Regions from separate parts of the Mus musculus genome. Here all the other regions are linked to region 1. A link is a contact called in public ChIA-PET and promoter capture Hi-C data. All regions are on one chromosome and are shown on one strand. Each heading gives the region's core, a stretch centred on a gene start, on an enhancer-like site or on the middle of the called end of the contact. The rest is flanking DNA. Distances are from core to core; before and after follow the strand shown.

The links. ChIA-PET counts read pairs in DNA pulled down with a chosen protein or histone mark. Capture Hi-C pulls out chosen DNA fragments and counts their contacts.
Region 2: a contact with region 1 is called in a promoter capture Hi-C map of liver, with 4 times the contacts expected there. The contact joins the promoter of Trim30a here to the promoter of Trim34a in region 1. A contact is called at or near these places in 1 of 39 promoter capture datasets (the C10 cell line), 1 of 484 Hi-C or Micro-C datasets (LSK cells), 4 of 115 datasets of contacts at active chromatin or transcription factors (effector CD8 T cells, embryonic stem cells, large pre-B cells and 1 more) and 1 of 9 other capture datasets (liver).
Region 3: an RNA polymerase II ChIA-PET map of memory CD8 T cells shows a contact between it and region 1, with 46 read pairs. The contact joins the promoter of Trim30c here to the promoter of Trim34a in region 1. A contact is called at or near these places in 2 of 39 promoter capture datasets (the C10 cell line and pre-B cells), 3 of 115 datasets of contacts at active chromatin or transcription factors (bone marrow-derived macrophages, effector CD8 T cells and memory CD8 T cells) and 1 of 9 other capture datasets (liver).

Annotation. Positions count from the first base shown.
Region 1 is chr7:104,242,019-104,246,664 of GRCm38.p6, forward strand. Trim34a (tripartite motif-containing 34A) reads left to right here and starts at 2,439. Exons shown (of 8, transcript NM_030684.3): 1 at 2,439-2,574.
Region 2 is chr7:104,443,562-104,448,207 of GRCm38.p6, forward strand. It overlaps Trim30a (tripartite motif-containing 30A), which reads right to left and starts at 2,564. Exons shown (of 8, transcript NM_001357467.1): 1 at 2,343-2,564.
Region 3 is chr7:104,398,089-104,402,734 of GRCm38.p6, forward strand. It overlaps Trim30c (tripartite motif-containing 30C), which reads right to left and starts at 2,690. Exons shown (of 8, transcript NM_001378693.1): 1 at 2,604-2,690.

The DNA of each region.
Region 1 (4,646 bases), core at 1,189-3,688:
GCTCTCACAGTCTTTCTGCCCCCTCTTCAGCTATGTTCCCTGAGCCTTAGGTTCAGATTTTGGTAGCTGTATTTGGTAGATGCATCAGTTGGGACTGTACTCCACAAGCCTGCATTTTGACTGGTTCTGATTTCCTGTTAGGGTCTCAGTCTGTTACAAAGAGAAGTTTTCTTGATGAGGGGTGTGTTAGGTCTCAGGCAATTCATATATCCCAAAATGACAGTCTTAGCCCAATTCAAGCTGAACTATAGAAGAATTTCTGTTGGTTAAATAAAAGCCAGCATTTCTAACTTAATTTCTGAAAAGGACATATTTCCCTTGCCTCTGGTAGAAAGGACAGATACCTGTGGCTGCATATCAAAGCCTATGCCAGCCTCCATGGTCCTTCAGCCCCTATTCACAAGTACCCTTTATACATTCCAAAGCCTGCAAGCTAGCCTGAGGGCTCTTCTCAACTCCCCAGGTCTCCTTCTCCTCAGATACCCCTTTGTTTTCTATATAAAGATATGGTTCCTCCTCCACCATTATCTATCTTGCCATATCCACTATTCTCCCCTACTATTCTCACTATTCTTCTTATGTCCAAGACAGACATGGCCATGTCCAGTCTGTTTCTGCTCTGGGCTCGTAGAGATGCATCTGGATGTTCTCTCATACATACTTCATTACATATATATATAATATATATACACATATATAAAACAATATTTTATATTTGTATATACTATACATTATATTGTATATACTTATACTGTATATTATATTGTATATCATTATATTGTACATTATATTGTATACATACACTACATATGTCTGTGTGTGTGTGTATATATATATACATACCTTTGCTTTTTTGTGGTTCTTTACTGTACCCCTCACATACAGTGAGGACTACACTTATCTGTGGATATAAAAACAAAGTTTGGATTGTTTCAGGAATTGAGCTGGTTTTAGTAAAGTCGTGGTTGTAGGTTTTCCTTTAAGATTTATGACTTTGAGAGAGAAAGCTAGGCTGATTTCATGACAGACTTAAAATTGGTAGTTAAGGAGACTAGGCCTAAGAACTGAGCCAGTCCAGGCAAGTCAATTACCAATAGAAAAAATCCTAGGCTCCAGCCTTCAAGCCCAGTTAATGGAATGTCCCAACCACCTGGCCTGAAGCAAGGCCAATGGGTAGGCAGCAGTTTCCAGACTTCCTCAGTTACTACCTTGGTAACAGTTCCCAGACCTCCCCAGCAAGTTTCCTGCCCTCACACCCAGGTAATAGAATGTCCATAGAGATGGACCCAATAGATTAACATAGAGGTCCCTACCTCAGAATTCCCTAATGAGCCTTAAATCAGACCAGCAAGCTCTCTTGGGTGTCTCTATCTTGGTAATGGGAGACCCCAGCTTGCTGGACTTCTGCAGAAATCTATCTTTACATTTGCATACCAGTTGAGTTGGGTGTCATTCTTCTTTGAATTATGGACCCTTACAACTTCACTGGCACCATTCCCTGCTGCAGGCATGGTTTCCCTTTCTTGTTTATTGGGTAGACTTGATAATTCTTGAGGGGGGTGGGTAAGAAGAGAGAAAGAGAGAGAGACAGAGAGACAGAGAGAGAGAGACAGAGAGAGACAGAGAGAGAGAGAGACAGAGAGAGAGACAGAGATAGAGAGAGACAGAGACAGAGAGACAGAGAGAGAGAGAGAGGAGCACTACCAGCAGGGAACATGTGGAGAGGGGACAGGGGGAAGGAGAAAGGGCTCAGAGAGAACAAGGAGGGGCCAAACAGTCCCTTTTATAGCAAGCCAGACCTACCTGACTGTTGCTAGGTAACTGTTGAGTGGAGCCTAAAAGGAATGTAAATGTGCTAACCTGGAAGGGATTGGGGATGGAGACACTTGAGAAGGTCAAAGTGGACAAAGGTCAGTGCAAAGCTGCAGATTCTATTTTCATAACCAAAGGGTTATTGTTATTCACAAATTAAGCAAAAGACCGTGCTTTTTTTTTTTTTTTTAATGTGTTCCCATGTATTCCTGGGTTGTTGTTCCCCTAACTGAACACCTTTAAACATTAAGGAACTCAGAGACCACCCTCAGATGGTGACTAGATAAAAATACCGCTGCTGTCTGGCCTGAAAAAGATTGTAAGAAACTGTATAGCTTGCTGGGCCATTTGTTTTATTTTCGGCTCACACGTTAATAAAAGTTTCTCGTGTTTCTTTTGAGTTCGTGGCTGCCTTCTTGCTGAGTGAAATCTTCCCTTAACATGGTCTTTAACCACCTGATGTAAGTGACAGCCCTTAGCTATGGCCACCAAAAAGCTCTTCCTGGCTGCTGAAAACTTCTCCTCTAGCCTTGGATCACCAGAGTCCCTGCATTGCCATCTATTGGTGGCCTAGAGTTTTGCCAATACTTAGGACTCAAAAGTTTCCTCCTCTTTCCTGTATCCGCTGGTTTGGAGTTTCAGTTTCTTTTCTCTGCAGTCAAAAAGGGAGGGGCTGCTGGTTGGTTTGGCTGGCTGAAACCAGTCCCTGGCTTTTCCTCACCGCTTCTGTCTGGAGGAAAGATCTCCCCTTCCAGGTCGGAGGTGAGGGTCCAAAGGTGTGTGCGAAAGTTTGTCCAGGGTGGAGGGAGGGAGACCCTAAAAGGAGAGACTTCAGTGACGCTTAGGAGAGGCTTATTTGCTCACAGATCACAAACCGCAGTGATCTGAAGTTGAGAAAAAGAGTTCGTGAGGAATCGAATTGAAATTGAGCAGGAAGGTCTTTTTTTTTTTTTTTTTCTGGAGAAGCCCCTTCTTTTGCTGGGGCAAGCACTTCCTGTTTCCTTCTGCTCTGCTGCTGTGATACACCTTGTAAACAGGTCTGGAATCTCAGGAGCCCTCCCCACCCCCCGCGTCCCCTCCTCTTCTCTCCCTTCTCCTTGTTTCCTCTCCCCTCTGCCTACTAAGATACTGTAGAGTTTCAGGGGTTCAGTCTAAGAGGAGCCTCTATTCCCCTCCTTGCAGCCAAAGGGGCTATCAGTGACCTTAACATCCTGAGCCCTTGATTTACTTGAAAACCCGCCCCCGTGTCACTTTCTAACTATATGTACCTCTGAAGAGCCACTCTTAGGATTCCATGTTTACTTAAACAGAGATTTTTTTTTTAAATACGTATTTATTATTTATTTTTGAGGCCCGTTTCACCGCCTTACTGAGGTTGGTCCTGGAGTTCTGGGGTCAAATATCACCCTACCTCAGCCTCTTAAAGTAGCTGGGACTGCAAGCTTGTGCCTTCCCAACCCCCTCACCCCTCCACCTGCTTGTTTCTGTCTCAGTAGCCATAAGAGATCCTGGTGTCCTCACCTGGCTTAGGCCTTATTGATCATTCTTGCTTGCATCTTTGCACTAAAAGTTATATCAGTTCTTTTTTTTTTTTTTTTTGCTTAGATAGTAAACAAGAGTTAGGTATTGCTCTGGACAGAGCCTAGGTGTTCTTGGTAAGATATTGATCCTGAATATTTTCCATGTTAGGCTAATATATGGGCATTTTGCATCTTCATAGATGGTTTAAACACCTGCCCGCCATTGTCCAGTACTTTCACTTTTCAGAATTCACCACATCTCCTTTTTCTGAATCTGCACTGCAATGCTAGAGAGTTTAGTCATGGCCAAACACAGAAGATAATTAAGGTGTCTCTCTCTCTCTCTTTTAATTAAAAATGTCAATGGGAAAAAGCGTGTTTTGGCATAAAAAAGCATACTAAGCACCCATTCAATATTTATCTAATATGAAATAAATCGACATGCTTATACTCCAGCTAGGAATGACAATAAGAAGAACTAAGTAGCTTATAAACTATGCAGCTTTTGTTTTCAGACTAAGCAAACAGTTCAATATAATCTCTTTTACCTTATTTTGTTTTGGGTTTTGGTTTTTGGAAACAGGGTTTCTCTGTGTAGCCCTCGATGTCCTGAAACTAGCTTTGTAGACACAACTGGCCTTGAACTTAGAGATTTGCCTGCTTCTGCCTCCCAACTGCTGGGGATAAAGGTATATGGCACCACCTCCTGGCTTTTCAGTAGGATCATAAGGAAGTTGAAGCTTTAACACAGGTGGGCTTTCCTTAAATCTGAGAGGAAGATGTTCCGGAGGAGCTGCAGAGAAAGGAACAGGAGGTGGGTGGGCTTGAATGATGCTGCAGAGAGAATATGGCTGGGGGGTCTCCAAGGTAAAGAGAGGGCTAGGAAGAGACTGCATCCTAATGCCTTCAGATTCTTGCTGTCATCAGAGAAAGAATCCAGAGATGAGGCTATGTGAGGAGTGGGAGGACGTTTTATGACAGAGCAAGTACAGGTCTGGTGCAGGTTGATAATGCCCTCACTTAGGAGGTGTAGGCAGGACAATCAGAAGTTAGGTCCAGGCCAACCTTGCTTATCCAGCCAGTTTGACACCTGGCCGGGGCTACATGAGACCTTGTCTCAAAAATACAGATTAAAAGAAATAATAAAGAAGAAGAAAAATGAGAATGAGAGAGAACTCAAGTGTGCCACGTGTGTGTGACTTCAGAGGTCAAAAGGGGGTTTCAAATCGTGTAGATTAGAAGTTATGGATGTTGCGAGTCAGCATGCAGGTTCTGGGAATTGAACTTGGATGCTCTGGAAGAACAACATGCGTC
Region 2 (4,646 bases), core at 1,314-3,813, 200 kb after region 1:
AGAGAAAGGAAGCAAGGATCTGAAGGGGTTTGAGGCTCCATAGAAGGAACAAAAATATGAACCAACCAGTAGCTCCCGGGACTAAACCACTAACCAAAGAGTTCACATGGAGTGTCCCATGGCTCCAGCAGCATATGTAGCATTAATGGGAGGAGAGGCCGTTGGTCCTATGAAGAGTCAATGCTCCAATGTATGGGAATGCCAGGAGAGGGAAGTAGGAGTGGGTGGGTTGGTGAGCAAGGGAAAGGGGGATGGGATGGGGGTTTTTGGAGGGGAAGTGAGGAAAAGGCTAATAGTTGAAATGTACAAAATATCTAATAAAAAAAGGGTATACAAGATATAAGATACAATTTGCTAAACGCCTGAAACTCAAGAAGAATGAAGACCAAAGTGTGGACACTGTGCCCCTTCTTAGAATTGGGAACAAAACACCCATGGAAGGAGTTACAGAAACAAAGTTTGGAGCTGTGACGAAAGGATGGACCATCTAGAGACTGCCATATCCAGGGAACCACTCCACAATCAGCTTCCAAACGCTGACACCATTGCATACACTAGCAAAATTTTGCTGAAAGGACCCAGATATAGCTGTCTCTTGTGAGACTATGCCGGGGCCTAGCAAACACAGAAGTGGATGCTCACAGTCAGCTATTGGATGGATCACAGGGCTCCCAATGGAGGAGCTAGAGAAAGTACCCAAGGAGCTAAAGGGATCTGCAACCCTATAGGTCGAACAACAATATGAACTAACCAGTACCCCGGAGCTCTTGACTCTAGCTGCATATGTATCAAAAGATGGCCTAGTCGGCCATCACTGGAAAGAGGCCCATTGGACACACAAACTTTATATTCCCCAGTACAGGGGAACGCCAGGGCCAAAAAAAAAAATGGTAATGGGTGGGTAGGGGAGTGTGGGGGAGGGTATGGGGGGCTTTTGGGATAGCATTGGAAATGTAATTGAGGAAAATATGTAATAAAAAAAAGGGTATAAAAAGAATGAAGAGAGTTCAAAGAACTGATGCCATAGAAGAAATGGTCCTTTTCCAAATAGGCCTGGCAAATAAATTCTCTCATTTACAAAGTATCATTTTTTGAAGCAATTTGACACGTATCCCCTAGACGTTTCCACATTTAAAAACTGGACAACCCTAAAACATGCATTTTAATATCTCATAACATATGGTGGTTAAGAGAGTTAATTGCTATGTTCAGAAAACAGGTGTACACAACTGATTGAAAGCAAGACAGAGCAAAGGGAAAGGGGATGAATGGGCTCTTGAGAACCCTCAAGCCAACCTGGACACAGGAAGTCCTGACCTGTGTCTTCTGGAGTCTACATTAGTTTGGGTGAAGCCTGGATTCCCTGCTCCAAGTCCTTTCTTTTCTTTCATGGTTCTCAAGATCTCTAGATCTTTCTATCAGCAGACATTTTTCATTCTTTTATGTCATCAAATTCAATTAGGAGCTCTTGCTGTGCCTCCTAGGGCACTAATGTTCATGTGTAATCCCAGGAGCTGGGGAGGCTGACACAGAACAATTCCATGAGGTCAGCCTGGGATATACAGGAATTAAAAAGCTGTCACTTCTTGAGAGTGCTCCTTTGCTGTTCTCTCTCTGTCTCTCTGTTTCTTTCTGTTTCTCTCTATCTCATCCAATCTTCCTTTCACCCTATCCTCTGTCTCTTTCCTTGGGATTAAATTAGGAGCTGGTAGAAACTTGCAAGTGCTCCTCCAGCCCACTAATTGCACCCAAATTAGCTAAATAGATTTGGTCTTATTAGGTCCTTGGACTCTGGATCTTACTGTGTCGTCTTTCGTTGTATCCAGAATTACTAGTCTGGGGTGATCTAGATTCAGATACAGGACATATGGCATATGGGGAAGGGTAGGCAATGGTAATGATTTTAAAGTGACATTAGGAATTCCCTACAGACTTCAGGCTATTTTATAGTACAAGTACATTAATAGGAGGCTGCAAAGAGATCAAGACTTCCAATCACAGACAAAGATCAAAGGAAATAAGCCCTTAGAATCATGGGTAAATCTACTATTACTCAGAGAAATCTTAACCTTTTTTTTCAAACACCCCTCTGGCTATACTACTTCTTTGGAGGGAAATCAGTGTCTGTGTTGGAGCAGAAGATTCATGCTGCAACTCATAATTAAAGATTAGAAAAAAGACTGGAGTCTGTTTGGAAAAATAACGGACCTTTCCAGACAGGTCATAAGAGCTGTCTTCCTCAAGGCCACCCTGTCTCTGGCTCTCATCCCCATAATATTCAGCAGGAAGCCAGCAGTTCCCCCCCAACCTCTTCCTGCTTTTTAACTTCAACTTAAACTCACCAGAGCAAAGACTGTGTCTTCTTCTAAATTCCTCCAAACTCTGCAGTTGAAAATTGGCTCACACCTTCAGATACCAACCAAGAGACCCAGGATTTGTGGAGAGGAGCAAACACAGGCAAGAGTCTAAGTCCTGAGGATTCAGCCAACTGTGCTGGTCCTCTTGGGAGCCAGTAGAGAAATGAAAGTTAAGACTGTGAGGGCAGGAACTGAGAAAAAGAAACTAAAAACAACCAACCAGTGGGGTGGTACCCCATCAATATCTGAGGTTTTACCACCAGAGGGAGTCAGTTGCCTTAGGTCAGCTTTGCCTTCCAGTAACTTGGGACATTTTTTTTCAGAACTACAGAAACTTGTTATGTCACTTGTTCAGACTCATGATACAATCAACCAAAAAGTTCCTGACCCTCTGGGAATGTGGAAAGAAAGCCTTCCCCATGGGCTTCTCCTGCACTTGAGCTCCTGTTTTGGCTTTGCCTTGGTGGCAGGTGTGGCCTAAAGGGAAGGAAAAACAAGGCTAGGGACAGAAAGCTGCCGTGTTCCTCTGAGGTTGGAGCTGGACTCTTACCGGAAGAGAACAGGAAGGAAGTTGCAGTTCAGGGAGCTGCCACACAAGCAAGATTTCCCACCCATCAGGGACAGAATGGGGAGGAGTCATGTGCAGAGCCAGGCAGAAACACCTCACCACCCTCACAGCAGAGAGAGCAGTGAGCTGCAGAGGGCTCTCCAGTTGTTCCATGATGTCCCTCAGATTATGTATTCTGTAACTGAATAGACTTTGTCCCTTCACAGTGCCGAGCTGATCCATTCATTCATTTTCCCCTTTCCAGGAGTCCCTCTACAGGATGTTTCACAAGGTCCCATTTGATTTAGGATTTGTTTAAAGACCAGTACTACTGCTACACCATTCCCTGAATAAAAGGTGGAAATCTGTAGAGCTTCTCTGAGAGTAGTGTTTGCCTATCATTATAGAGTCTGATGGTGGACCCTCAGCACTGTACAAAATCAGGTGTGGTGGCTCCTGCATGTGATCTGTCTTAGTTACTCCGAACTGCTGGGATAAACACCATGACTGGGACAAGTTGTAAGGAAAGTGTTTCATTTGGGGCTCACAGTAGAGTTCATGACCACCACAGTAGGACACATGGCACCAGGCAGGGAGACAAGGTGCTGGAGCAGGAAATGAGAAGTCACACCTTGAGACACAAACTAGACAAGAGGCAGAGGCAGAGAGAAAATGTTGTTGTTGGTGGTCAGAATCTACTGAATCCTGAAAGCTTGCATCCATGCCATACCTTCTCTAATAATGCCACACTACCAATCTTCTTTTCTTTTCTTTTTTTTTTTTAAGGATTTTTTTTTTATTGGATAGTTTCTTTACTTACATTTCAAATGTTTTTCCCTTTCCAGGTCTTCCCTTCGGAAACCCCCTACTCCTACCTCTATGAAGGTGTTCCCCCTCCCCCACTCCTATCTTCCTGCCCTAGCATTGTCACATACTGATGCATCTAATATCCTCAGGCCCAAGGGTTACTCCTCCCACTGATGTCCAACAAGGCCATCCATCATCTGCCACATATGTGGACATAGCCATGGCTCCTTCCATGTGTACTCTTTGGTAGATGGTCCAGTTCCCAGGAGCTCTGGTGGTTCTGGCCCGTTGACACTCTTGTTCCCTCCATGAGGATGCAAACCCTGTCAGCTCTTTCAGTCCCTTCTCCAACTCCTACACTGAGGACCCTGCTCTCTGTCCAATGGTTGTCATTGAGCATCTGCCTCTGTATTTGTCAGTCTCTGGCAGAGTCTCTCAGGAGACAGCCTTATCAGTCTCCCATCAGAAAGCACTTCCTGCACACTCAATAGAGTCTGATTTTGGGGACTGTATATGGGATAGGTCCCCAGGTGGGGCAGTTTCTGAATGGCCTTTATCTCAGTTTCTGTTCCACACTTTGTCTCCATATGTCCTCCTGTGAGTATTTTGTTCCCCTTTCTAAGAAGCTCTGAAGCATCCACACTTTGGTCCTTCTTCTTAGGCTTCTTATGGGCAGGTCACTTCCCCCTTTATCATCTCCAGGACTGATGAGGCCATAGTTGCTATGATCCTGTGTCTGCCTGTCCTGACTTCTCACACTTCTGCACGGATGGCTGTGTGACAGGGATGGGGAAAAGGGTCAAGTAAGAAATGAAGGATCAGAATGAACCCTGTTCAGATGTCAAGGAAGGACCACAATGACAAGTTAAAAGAACAAAGAAAGATATGTGGAAGGAGGTTTGGTGACATAGCAAATAGTACTTTGTCATACTTCA
Region 3 (4,646 bases), core at 1,440-3,939, 160 kb after region 1:
ATTTTTGAGGTTTGGTCTGTTGGTATGCATTTTAATGCTAAATTCTGTATCTGAAGTCTAACACTTTGCAGAGAGGAATCTTTTGCCTTAGCAACAGTCTGGCTTGTTTGGGAGGAATTCTGTGCACCCCTCTTGGCCAACAACTCAATTGGATGCAACCCAGTCCTACTATTGGAACCTTGTTCGGTGACAAGAGATTGCCAGCCGAGTTTCCATATCTCTCATCGTTAGTAGACCTCATTAGCTTCACCTCCATATATTTTAGGAATATTTCATTGTACTAGTTTTCCAAACAAGTACTCAAATGTCCCTCAATCTCAACAAAATAAATCTTTTTTCAAGCAACATTAAGGAAAATAAGTACTTTTGTTCAATTGAAACAATAGTCTACAGACAGAAATTGTTTTTTAATTATTGGGGTCGTGATGGCTAAGGAAAACTCCATTTTGTGCTAGGCAACTATTCTCAATTCCTAATTATAAGCTACTGGCCAATTTAACTCTTTGTTCCCCTCCCCAGAATTATAAAACTACTATGAGATAACTAACTCCTTGTTCTGTTTTTTTTTTTTTTTATTTGAGCCCATGTATTGCTGTGTAACAGGAAGTGAAACAGCTCCTCTCTTCTGAGGGGAGTACAAGGAGTTTGTCAGCTACACATCCCACACAAATGAGACATTTATGAAGTCCACTTTTAAATACACTCCCCCAGCCTCCTCTGGGTGACAAGCCTTTGATTTGGCTTCAAGACTTTGAGCTACTAGCACTAATGAATTCACTTCATTATAATTTGAGTTGAGTCTTCGCCATTTCCTGGTTGATTGGAACTCTGGAAAACGTAAAAATGTTTCTTTCCTGATGATGAAATTTCAAGATGCTGATGTCATATGAGAAATGGTCCTTTTTCAAATACTTCTGGCAAATAAATTGTTCTAGGCTTTATATACTGAGTAGTATTATCTGGAGCAGCTTAATGTGTACTGCCTAGACATTTTCAAAGTTAAAAATTGACAACTCTAATATGTGCATTTTAATATCTCCTTATATATAGTGGTAAACAGGTATTTCCCTAGTTCAAAACACAGGTTTCCACAACTAAGAGCTGGAGAGAGCAAAGGGGAAGAGGATGGGCTGGTGACAACCTTCAAAGCCAACCTGGACACCAGCAGGCCTGACCTGTGTCTTCTGTTGTCTACATTAGCTTGCGTGATGCCTGGATTCTTTGCTCCAAGTCCCCTTTTTTTTTTCTTATTTCTCTAGGTCTTTCTATGAGCAGATATCTTTCAGTCTTTTATATCATTAAACTCAATCAGGTGCTTATTTCTTGAACAGTAGAAAAGTCCTGGGGCAGTAATGTTTACCTGTAATCTCTGCAGCTGTGGAGGCTGACACTGGACAATTCCATGAGTTTAGGATGAGATCTATAGGGACATCATGTTCCAAAGGAATAGAAATCTGACACTTCCTGAAAGTGTGCTTCTCCAGTGTTTTTTCTCTCTCATACTCCCTCTGTCTCTCCCTGTGTCTGTCTGCCTGCCTCTGTCTGTCTCCCTTTCTTCCTCTCTCCCTTTCTCCCTTTCTTCCTCTCTCTCTCATTCAAGTACTACAACTTCTAAGAAAAGTGTGTTCAGTGAAGCAGTCAGGTAGAACAGATATTATTATAATCATTTGGCATAGTAAAATACAAAAATCATCTAAGGCTAGTGGCAAATTTCCAAGAACAAGTTAATACATTTTTATGATCAGTTGTTGTTTAACATCTAGTACCTGATTTTCTGTAAATCTTCAAAGCATATATTTGAAGTATTTTTATTCTTTTTATTTAAGGCTTTCTTAAACAATATACGAAAGCCTATTTCCAATGATACATGTGCAGCCATGTAAAATTTTATTGTTGGGAAAGTTTTTAGTTATCAATTCTATCTTATGCATGATTTATAAAGTGAAATGTTGGTTTTTCCAGAGATAAGGCCATGGTTAGTGACCCCATCTCAAGGGATGGTTTCTTACCCATTATTCTTACTTAAGATCTTAGCCTAAGCTATCAGGAACATCTTGTAAATAAAAAAATGAATAAAAAAGATAAAACAGATAAATTGCCATGAGAACTAGGGCTCAATATTTTATTTCAGCCAAGAGTTCCACAACTGGTTCTAGGAGGCCTCCTTCTTTTGAAGTTTTCACCTCAGTCTGTGGAACTTGTCACACAGATTCTACTGAGGTTGGAGTGGCATACATGAATAGGTAGCTGCAGGAAGGTCAGGACTTCTAATCACAGGGACAGAAACATAGGGAATGAATCCATAGAATCATGGGTAAATCCATTATTACTCAGATAAATCTTAAACTTTTGTTTTCAAACTCTGCCCTGGCTCTACTTTTGAGGGAGAGCAGTTTCTCTCTTGGAGCAGGAGATTCATGTGCAACTCAAAATTAAAGATTAGGAAAGAAGAGAGTAAATTTGGAGAAATAACCGGATCTCTTCAGCCCATGAGAGCTATTTCCCCAGGCCACCCTTCCCTCTGACTCCTAGGCCCAGAACACTCAGCAGAAAGCCAGCAGTTCTCCACCTCCCCTTCCTTCTTAGTTTCAAATTAAACTCACCAAAGCAGAGACAGTGCTTTCTTCTAAATTCCTCCCAACTCTGCAGTCTAATATTGTTCTCACACCTTCAAACACCAACCAAATGACCCAGAATCATGGAGAGGAGCAAAGTCTATACCCTGAGAACTTAGTCACTAAGCTTCTAAGAATTTAGTCACGGGCTCTGGTGAACCACAAGAGAAATGAAAGTTAAGACTTTGAGGGGTGGAACTGAGAAAAAGGAACCACAGAACTATCAACCAACAGGGTGGTACCCCATTATTAACTGGGGTTTTACTACCAGAGGGAGTCAGTTGCCTTAGGTCAGCTCTGCCTTCCAGTAACTTGGGACATTTTCAGAGCTACAGGAACTTGTTATGTCACTTGTTCAGACTCATGATACAATCATCCAAAAAGTTCCTGACCCTCTGGAAATCTGCCTGTGATGGAAAGAAAGCTTTCCCCATGGGCTTCTCCTGCACCTGAGCTCCTGTGCTGGCTTTGCCTAGGTGGCAAGTGTGGCCCAAAGGGAAGGAAAAAACAAGACTAGGGACAGAAAGCTGCAGTGTTCCTCTGAGGTTGGAGCTGGACTCTTGTAGGATGAGAACAGGAAGGAAGTTGCAGTTCAGGGAAGCTGCCACACAAGCAAGATTCCTCATCCATCAGGGACAGGATGGGGAGGAGTCATGTGCAGAGCCAGGCAGAAATACCTCACTACCCTCACAGCAGAGAGAGTAGTGAGTTGCAGAGGGCTCTCCAGCTGCCCCATGATGTCCCCAGATTATGTATTCTGTGGCTGAAAAGACCTAGTCCTTTCACAGTGTTGATCTGACCCATGCATTCATTTCCCCCTTCCAGGGCTCCCTCACCAGAATGTCTTAGTTGTTTCCATTTGATTTAGGATTTGTATTAAAGAGCAACAATACTGATGTAACATTCCCTGACTAGAAGGTAGAAATCTGTAGGGTTGTGAATGGGCTTCTCTGGGCCTAGTGTTCACCTAGAACCTAAGTGATGGAGCCCAGTGATGGAACCTAAGCGCTGTACTAAATCAGGTGTGGAGACACACACACGTGTCATCTGTCGTCCTTACTCTTCTACTATTGGGATAAACACCATGACTAGGGCAAGTTATAAAGAAAGTGTTTGACTTGGGGCTCAAGTTAAATGGATTAGAGTTCATGACCACCACAGTGGAGAGCCTGATAACAGGCAGGGAGACACAGTGCTGGAGCAGGAAGTGAGAAGTCACAACTTGAGACACTATCTTGGCACAAACCTGAGGCAGAAAGAGAATGGTGGTGGTGGTCAGAATCTATTGAATCCTGAAAGCTTGCACCCATGCCATACCTTCTCCAAGAATGCCACACTCCTAATCTTTCCTGAACAGTGTCCTGATAACTGAGAACCAAGTATTCAAAAATCTTAGCCTCTGGGGCCATTGTTATTCAAACCAGCACAGGATGCCCCTGCCTTGCAGCTGGCTGCATGAGGATCAGGAGCTCAAAGCCATCCTCAGCCATGGTGACGTCAGGACGGCGTGGGAAACACATGAAACTTTCCCAAGAGAAAAGGAAAGGAGAAAGAAAGGGAGGAGTAAACAATGAAAGAAAGAATGAATGAAAAGAAAAATAAAAAAGAAATAATTAAATAAAGAAAGTCAGTTGTGTGAGGGAACAATGAAGAAACCTGTGCAGTCACCATCACTTGTCTCAACCCCACTCCTGTTTCCCTCTCTCATTATTTCCCTACATTCTCAGATCTACTGAAATATGGGATAATGAGTGACAGCAGATATGAACCTGTAGTTTGAATTCATTTCACATATATGATGATCTTTCTTCTTCCTTCTCTTCTTCCTTTGAGACAGGCTCTCAAAGTGTACCCCAGCCAGACTCTAACTGAACTCTAGCTCCCTCAGCCTCACAGTGCTGGGATCATGGGCTTTTGCTGTTGTTCTTTAATTTGGTTTTTGACTTTAAGGGATTGAAATCTAGGCACTGTGGATGCTGAGCTACTCTTCCATCACTAGCTATACCCCTAGTCTAAACTACACATTTGCAT